2 separate regions of the Sus scrofa genome follow, and region 1 is linked to region 2. A link is a contact called in public Hi-C data. All regions are on one chromosome and are shown on one strand. The core of a region is the stretch at or near the end of the contact, and the rest is flanking DNA. Distances in the headings are between cores, read along the strand shown.

Region 1 (4,410 bases), core at 1,651-4,150, 330 kb before region 2:
CAAAACAGTTCCTCCTACTCACTAGCATGTCAAGCTATCCAGCCCATAAAGACTAACCACCACCTACAGCCAGGAGCCACTCTTACCTTCTGTCTATGGAGTGTGTATCTCTCTCAATAAACTCATTTTCATTTTACTCTGGCTGCTTGCGAATTTTTTTCCGGCTCCAAGCCAGAGAGTCTCACTTGTCAACCCCACCCAGGGACTCGCAGTAGACCTGGCTTGTCACCATGCATTTGGTCCTGCAATGATAAGACCAAATGCCTCTGATGCTCTTAGCCCAAGCCTGTGTCTGCCTTGTCACCATATTCCCTAGATGATTTTCATTCACCTGACCGTGAAATAAAAATCAGAATGGAGGCTGAAATGCACCTTTGACTATGAGGAAATAGCTCACGTCCAGTAAGGATCCAGTTGCTGATATACCCACATAGACTGAAGAACCTCCAGCTTTATTTCCTTCTTGGCCTAACTCAGCACCTTCTAGCCAATCAGCAACACCCAAGTAACCCACTTGACCCTAATCAATGAGAATTCAGCTCTTTGAATCTCCTGTTTGAGGCTGGTAAACCTTACCGTTACCCTCCAGAGATGAGCTTCTTATCACTTTCAGTTTTGAAGTCCTTTGTTTGTTGAAAACTTTGATTCTTACTCTATAAAATATTCATGTCATAGAAGATCTCTGAATTTTTTTATTGACACTAATATCTGAGAACTGATGTCAAGGTGAAAAAGATGAGGAGTACCACTGAGTTGACTTGGTTCTATGTATATTTGTCACTAAACTAGCTCAGCCACCATGTTGGATGGCCATTCTGTGTACTTCAGTTGCTTCATCTGTAATGATGGCACTGGATCAAGATCTTCTGCCAATTCAGCTTTGAAACATATTGTCTCTCTTGATCTGATTTTTCTGAGAGTTCCTTCCTGTGTTGGAATCTGATGAATAATGTGTCTTCCTAGCTCTTTTCAGGCATATAGTTTAGATACTGGGCAAGATTGCTAAGATGGTACTGGAGTTGCAGGCTGTGTGATTCTGGGCACAGGTACTGTATGATTTTCTTTCTGGTCTAGTCAGTAAAATTGAGTGGGAATGATCAAAGCTGTATTATCAAGAGAAGACAGATTACTGTTAAAGTCTTTGAATAAAATCAGAGCACCAGGAAATAGTGCTTGTATTTGCTCAACCTGAAGAAACTGAAGATGCAAATATTTTACTAAAAGGTATAAGAGTCATGGATTTAAAAAAGAAGGTGGGAAAATAGTATTCTCCTGAATTGTTGTGGCCTTAGGTCCACCTGAGATTTCCTAAGTTGTGGCCCAGGAGAAGTGCCTGACCCCTGGGCATTAACTCTTGAAAAGTACAAGGACTCTACCATCCAAGTCCCTCTAGCAGGGATTCTGCTGACATGGTTTCAATCAAGGCTGTAGGGAGATTAGTCTCTGTATGAATGTCGACTATAGGATTACAAAGCATCCTTGCACTTAGCTTCATTGTTCTTGAACATAGGATCTCCCCTCCCCCTATGAAAATCTTGTTTTACTGCATTTACATTGGAAAATATTTGCAATTAAGTTATTAATTAGTTTGGGAATCTGCAAAATCCAAGATCAGTGAGATTGTCTCCTACTAATGTTAAATATCTAGCATATGTAAGATGCCTAATATACAGAGAAGCATTTCTAGAAAAATGATGCATAAGTGAGATAAAAGAAATAATGACATTAAAAATATCTGTATTAGAAGGAAATTGGGAGAGTGAGCAATTTTTTTTTTCTATAAGGTTTCAGGAAGAAATATAATTATCTGTTTGTTTCTTTTATGTCCTGTAGCAAGAGACATAAAACTAGAAAGATGCATAAATACATAGATAATTTTAGACTGAGAAGATGTGAGTGTAGTCATAGATTTATTAGGCATATGTTTCTTAGTCAATAAAAATCTGGTCAGTAAGCACTTAACTGGATAGTTCTGGCCTCTAGAACTATTTTCCATCCCTGACTTTTCCAGCTTTTGTAAACAATCCCTAGTATTTTAACCATGTAAAGAGACCCAACTCACCCAGATCTAAGCGTATACACATGGATGGAGGTGCTCATGTGCTAGTTATTAAAGTGACCCTGGGCAAAGCTAATTTTGCTGGGCTGTGTTACTGAAATAAAATGGAGCCCCACCCTCACTTTGTGGGGAGAAGTTAGGGGCGGGATTTCAGGCTGGCAGAGCTCCAGATGGAACACACTATATGGTGTCAGTGATTGCTGTAGGGTTCGTGTCCTGAAGAAAACAATAGCTTAGTGCTGATAAAGCAAGAGGTGATTGTCCTTGATAAGCCAGCTGCTGGAGGCTCAGCTTACTGGGGTCAGGCACAAGGTATCTCTTTCATATAACCTCTCAGAGAAAAATTCAGATGCTGGTGTTATTCCTTTGCTTACAGTCTAGGATCCTGCCCATAATGTGTTTCATTTCTTGTAAGTCTCAGCAGAAAACGCACCTGAGTATAAAACTAGAGCCCTTGCAACATCTGGAAACCCTTGGAGTAATCCATTACCACTTGAACAATGGAAAATATCCCTACCCCACCCCCTTTATCTTCCTTCTTTTGAATCTTTAAAGGGTAAAACCCCCACCCCCATTCCATGAATGCTGAGATAAACTGCTGCTTAGATAATTCACTGTCAAAAAATATTGAGCACACTTTAGGGGGATGGCAGTCGTAATGGTCTTTTCAAGTGCCGTAGCACGAAAGCTGAGCCTATCAAGATTTTTTGGCAGGCTTTGCGTTTAACTTGTCATGTTATATATTGCAGAAGTGCAATTCGGAATCAGTGTAAATCAGCTTAGAGGACTCTTAGGGAAGCTGTGGGAAAGTTGCCTCAGCAACACTTGGGCTAAACAGAAGGTGGCAGCCTTTTAACATCATCTGGCACAGGCGCAGCCAGCACACATACAGATTCCATTGCCATGATCATTGGGTTCTTCTCTAAATTCCTGATAGGCAGTTTACAGCTTCATGCTTCTTGCAGCAAGGAAGCAGAACAGAATGAGGAGAGGTTTATTTAGAGTGATAGCACTGGACACCTAGAGGCTCAATTGGCAAAATATACAGCAAATAGAAAACCATAGCACTGGACTGAAAACATCTATAGCAATGTCAGAAACTTGTCTATTTTTCATTCTTAATGAAAACTCCAGTGTTCAAGGTAAATAATACATCAAATTAAGCCTAGAAAGGGATAGGCAGTTTCCATTTTCTCTGCTTCCAAAAGAACTTTATGAAACTAATTTATAACAATGGGAAAACCCTGAGAATAAGACAATTATGGTCCAGTATGGATTCCAGTGTGAATCCTTGGGCTGTAAGTAAAGCCAAAGAGCTTTTGTTTAATGTTGGATTCCCTAAGGTTCACTCTTAGTTCTGCTACTAGGTAGCTTCTGACCTAGGGCAAATCTCCAAGCCTCAGTTTCTGTCCCCTCCCCCACACTTTTTTTCGGGCCACATCCAGGGCATATGGAAGTTCCCAGGCTAGACATTAAATGGGAGATGCAGCTGCCAGTCTAGGCCACAGCCACATAGCAACATGGTATCTGAGCCAAGCTGTTTGCCATCTACACTACCGCTCGTGGCAACATGGGATCCTCAACCCACAGAGCGGGGCCAGGGATTGAACCTGCATCCTCATGGATATTACTTGGGTTCATTACTGCTGAGCCACCATGGGCACTCCCCAGTTCCTTCATTTTTAATTGGGGATAATAAATACATGTCTATGGTAGGGTTATGATGATTTGTGAGATCATATATGTAATACAGTGCCCAGTTCATACCAAATATTCAATAAATGATATCTTTACAATCATCACTCTTACTATTTTTACTTTACTCTTACTTTGCTATTCTCAAAAATGTTGCGTACTTTATCTAATTTTATCCTTACAGCGATTCTGAGAAGTAGGTGGGAAAGGAATTTCTCTCTTCCCTTTGCAACTAGGGGTAGGAAGGGTAGATTAAGTGACATGCTGGGTCGTAAGCCCTCTCCTTTCTCTAGGACTCCATTTTCTCATCAGGTAAATGAAGAATCTGAGCTGGAGAAAGGGAATTTAAAGTTCTTTCCAGATTTAACATTTGCAAATCCTTTGTTTAGGTGAACTTCCAGCATCTTTGTAAGGAGTGAGCCAGAGAGGAAATCAGTTGCATTTTAATCTTAATGGTAATTTGCTATGAATCAAGATAATGCAGGTTGGGTTATGAGCACACAGAGCTCTTCTGCCCTATGAGTAGTTAAAGAAATGTTGAAACACAGGGCTCCTGTGAAACCCAAACAATAACAAACATCAACTCAAAGTGTGAGCACCTCACAAAAGAAACCCTGTTTAATTTTATGTGCAAGGCACTTGACTGTATTTTGTAG
Region 2 (4,276 bases), core at 777-3,276:
AGCTATGTCGTGGCATATTTTAATTTTCCAGCTAAAATTGTCTTGTGTGCTCTCTGCATTCCCATTTGTAATGCACAGCACATTGACTTTGAAGCTGACAGTGTCCTGTTCCTCTTCATTACAGTAACCCAGGACTGCACCATTAAACATACAGACAGCCGGAAGACCCCAGGGAGACCCCTACCCAGTTGCCCCATCAGGCATAGCCTGCTTCAGTTCAAAGATAATACTAGCCACTTCCATACCCAGAAAAATAAATTGACTTATTATAGGAGAATGCACAAAGCTCAAAATAGAATTTCTTAGAGATTTGTGGAAGTTTCTCATGTGACATTTGTTTATTTAATTGTTTTTTTCTGCTTCTAATTCCCATATAGTAGGTGCTTTGTGAAGACCCACACTCCCAGTCAATTTTCAAATTACGTTTAGAACACTTTAACTTCACTAATAGAACCTCGAGTGTTGAGATCCACTGGGAAGCACAGAGAACATAGGCAAATGGAGAAATTAGACCATTTTATAGTGATGCCTTAGACCAGTGTTCTCAAAGTGTGATCCTGGGGCCAGAAACATCCATGTCAATATCTCTTAGAACCATCTAGAAAGGCAAATTCCCAGGCCCTACTCCAAACCTGCTGTATTACAAAACCTGGGGGTGGGTTTCAGCCAGGTGTGCTTGAATAGCCCTCCAGGGGAGTCTGATGAAAGCTAAATTTTCAGAACCACAGCTTTCACCATTTTTGAGGCTTTCAGGATTGACAAATGATTTTGACATACAGCAGTTTCACTTCTTTTCACGATCACTTCATTAAGCTGGCAGAACAGATAGAAGTTTCTCCAACTTTCTCCGAAGAGGAAGACACACTTTAGAAGGGGAATTTGTTCAAGATCATTCTGTTGCTAAATGTTGAAGCAAGACTGGATCCCAGTGTTTCTAGTTCAACATTCATTCCATGGTGAACTCCTACCTGAGCAGCAAAATGACTACCAAATAGATCAAGATGCCAGGGAGGCTCACCTGGTACTAGTGCCATATTGGCTGGTCTGGCCAGGTAGAACCTCTAAATGGCTGAGCATGAAAGTAATACTTAAATTAAATACATAAATGAAATGAAATAAAAATTAGATTAAGGGCAGGATGCAAAGCTAAGGAATGAGGAGAATCCAGAACTCCAACAAGTACAGTATGGATGGTGAGAGAAAAGCAAGCATGCCATGAAAAGCTAGGAAAAAAGGGAAAAGCCTACTTCAAAGATGGAAGAGAGCTCTACTTGGACATTTTTCTTAGGCCTTTTGGCAGGAGAAAAATCATTCCAGTTCAGAACAATGTCTATGATATATACAGAAGCCACAAAAAACTGTTTGGGCCAAAAATACTTTCTAGGCAGTTCTATTCCTCCTTATTTATCTTTGCATCTCAAGTGCCAAAATCAGGGTTTCTAAGAGTGAGAGCAGACCAATAATATCAGAAGTATTAGAGCACTTGTTTAAAATTCAAACTTTTTTTTTTTTTTTTTTTTAATTTTACGGCCATACCTGTGGCATATGGAAGTTCCTGGGCCAGGGACTGAGTCTGAGCTGCATTGCAAACTCCGTCACAGCTGCAGAAATGCTGAATCCTTTAACCCACTGCACCAGGCCAGGGATCGAACCAGCACCTCAGCAGCCACTCAAGCCACGCATTTGGATTCTTAACCTACTGCACCATGGCAGGAATTCCATAAAATTCAGATTTCTAGCCACGCATTACATTTACCAAATCTGGAAGCGGGGCACAATTTGGGGTACATGTGGGTATGTTTGTGTCTTAACTAAATAGCATTTTGTACTTTAAAAAAAAAAAAAAATCTTCCGCCTCAACAAGTAAGGAAGATCAAGAGAAAAAGCTCTGCTTTGTATCCAGAGTAGGAGAAAAAGGTATGATCCAGGATATAATGGGAAAGCCCTTTTGTGTGTTAAGTGGTCCCTACCTGAATTGAACATCAAGGACAGAGTGTACCTATAACTGACTTGTGTGGTCATGCCTGCTCAGACGTATCACTACAACATGGTAAAAAATAAATACTATGTACTCTCTAAGCACAAATAATGTGTAAGTATGTGGTGTTATATTGAAAATATTACTATGGGGGCATGAGTCTGTGGGAGAAATAAAGGGAAATTTACGGACTCAAAGATAGTGTCTGGAAAATCATCTTTCCTGCCTCAACCCAAGCTCCTATTTCTACTAGCAAGATGCAAAGTGCCTTTGCAATTACACCGCTGAATAGATTTCTATTTTGGTGAGAGGTCCTGGCACTGTTTCATCATGCCATTCTCCATGACTTAAATATGAGGAAGTAAAAAGTCATGAAAAACATGTAAAATAATAAATAAAATGGCCCAAGCCATTTCAAGTAAATTAATCTGCTATAAATAATATTTACCCCTACCCTTTACTTCTATGTTTCCCAACATGTACTCCTAGAGATTGTGATTTAGTTGGTTTGGGATGTGGCCTGGGCTTTGGAATTTTCAAAAGGTCTCAGATGATTCTAAGGGTCAGATAAATTTGGGAAACATGGCCTTAAACCAATCACGTAAAGCAAAAGAAAAGCGAATGTTGTCTATTTATTGCACTTAAATGCAATTATTTATTTTCCCTTTTTAAAGCCCTTCAAAGATTTCTCTTTGTGTTTTGTTTTTGTTTGCTTTTCTTTTTTTTTTTTTTTTTAAGGTCTTCCAAGATAAATACCAAGACTTTAGGGGGAAAAAAAAGCAAGCTTTTCATTATCTGATCACTGCTTGTCTTTCTACTTTACTTTTTTTTTTTTTTTTTTTTGTCTTTTCTAAGGCTTTTGTCTTTTCTAAGGCTGCTATTTCTTGGGCCACTCCCGAGGCATATGGAAGTTCCCAGGCTAGGAGTCCAATCGGAGCTGTAGCCACAGGCCCACAGGCCTACGCCAGAGCCACAGAAATGCAGGATCCGAGCCACATCTGCAACCTACACCACAGCTCACAGCAATGCCAGATCGTTAACCCACTGAGCAAGGCCAGGGACTGAACCTGCAACCTCATGGTTCCTGGTCGGATTCGTTAACCACTGCGCCACGACGGGAACTCCCTATCTGTCTACTTTAACTTCTATCTTCTCACATAACAATTCACATTCAGTGAATGTGAAAAGTTCACATATTGACATATTCAACACTATCTGTTGAAAGTGAGTAAATAGGAATGAGAAAGTATTTCCAGATGGCCTTCTAGAACCACTCCAATAGGGACTGGAGTCAAAATTGGAACTGCCTTGTGGGTTTGGGGAGAAGGGCACTATATTACCTATCATTTACCTAGTGGTTTGCTCTCAATCATTGATTTTTAAATATTTCAAAGACTTTACCTCTTTCTTCAAAGACTTAGGTCATGTTGGGGATGGGTGGGGTGGGGAGGGAGGTTAAGATGTGACCCATGATGATGCTCGTTCCAACACTGCATTTCACTCCAAAGGTTCTCCCTCTTCTGTTCCCAACTCCTGTCTTACGCAGCCTGCAGCCATCCTTACAGGCATACTGCCATGGAGATGTGTCTTCATTGGAACATACCATACGCCCCCACAGTATATAATGAAAATGAAAGCTACATAAGAGAGACTAGTGAAAATCACTTTCCCTTTCCCTTGGCATTGCACATACACACCTTCGTAGATTAAGACTTCAAATTGACAGGGATACAGGAACCTTGAGCTAAGTGAAGGTCATTTCTGTCATGCCCTTTCCTGGTCTGGTTACTTTTCCTGGGAAGCCACATTTTTGTCACACCCAGCCATATCCTGCTCAACCTATCCATAAATCTCAGAATAGCCACTCACCTATACCCAAAATAAGAGCCTAGAAATATTCCCCACACTCTGAGCAGCAACTCCAATCAAAACCCTGGTCATTGTCTCATCCACTTTCTGACTTCTAGTGTGTGTGTGTGTGTGTGTGTGTGTGTGTGTGTGTGTGTGTGTGTGTGTGTGTGTGTTTTCCAGCTCCCCACTCTATCTTAATAAAGGGCTAATTCTATCTTTTTAAATGATATTGGGTTGAAGGCAACTCAGCTGAATTAGTTCCAACTTCCTTAGAAAAACATTATTGCTCCAAAAAAAGACATAAGTCTTTTGATTTCTACAATAGAGAACACTACTGGTAACTCTTTAACTTAATAAAGTCACTTTAAGGGCAAAATAAACAGACTTGGGGATAAGCATCAGAAACTGCTACCCCTTTGAGCTGGCAGCAAGCCCACTTGTCTATCC

The links. A called contact is a pair of places that touch in the nucleus more often than the background predicts.
Region 1: a Hi-C map of fetal skeletal muscle shows a contact between it and region 2, with 1.7 times the contacts expected there. The contact joins two enhancer-like sites. A contact is called at or near these places in 5 of 47 Hi-C or Micro-C datasets (embryonic fibroblasts, fetal heart ventricle, fetal skeletal muscle and 1 more).

The regions. Positions count from the first base shown.
Region 1 is chr7:18,202,526-18,206,935 of Sscrofa11.1, reverse strand. All of the region lies in intron 4 of LOC106504342 (a long non-coding RNA gene), which reads right to left. Among named protein-coding and RNA genes, the nearest start is that of HDGFL1, 510 kb to the right of the region's middle. Within about 2 kb of position 2,900, at least 6 of the 83 cell types and tissues checked have an H3K27ac peak or open chromatin away from gene starts, as enhancers often do. A contact at or near this core is called in fetal skeletal muscle, where this site is marked.
Region 2 is chr7:17,868,676-17,872,951 of Sscrofa11.1, reverse strand. All of the region lies in intron 2 of LOC106504342 (a long non-coding RNA gene), which reads right to left. Among named protein-coding and RNA genes, the nearest start is that of HDGFL1, 180 kb to the right of the region's middle. Within about 2 kb of position 2,026, at least 2 of the 83 cell types and tissues checked have an H3K27ac peak or open chromatin away from gene starts, as enhancers often do. A contact at or near this core is called in fetal skeletal muscle, where this site is marked.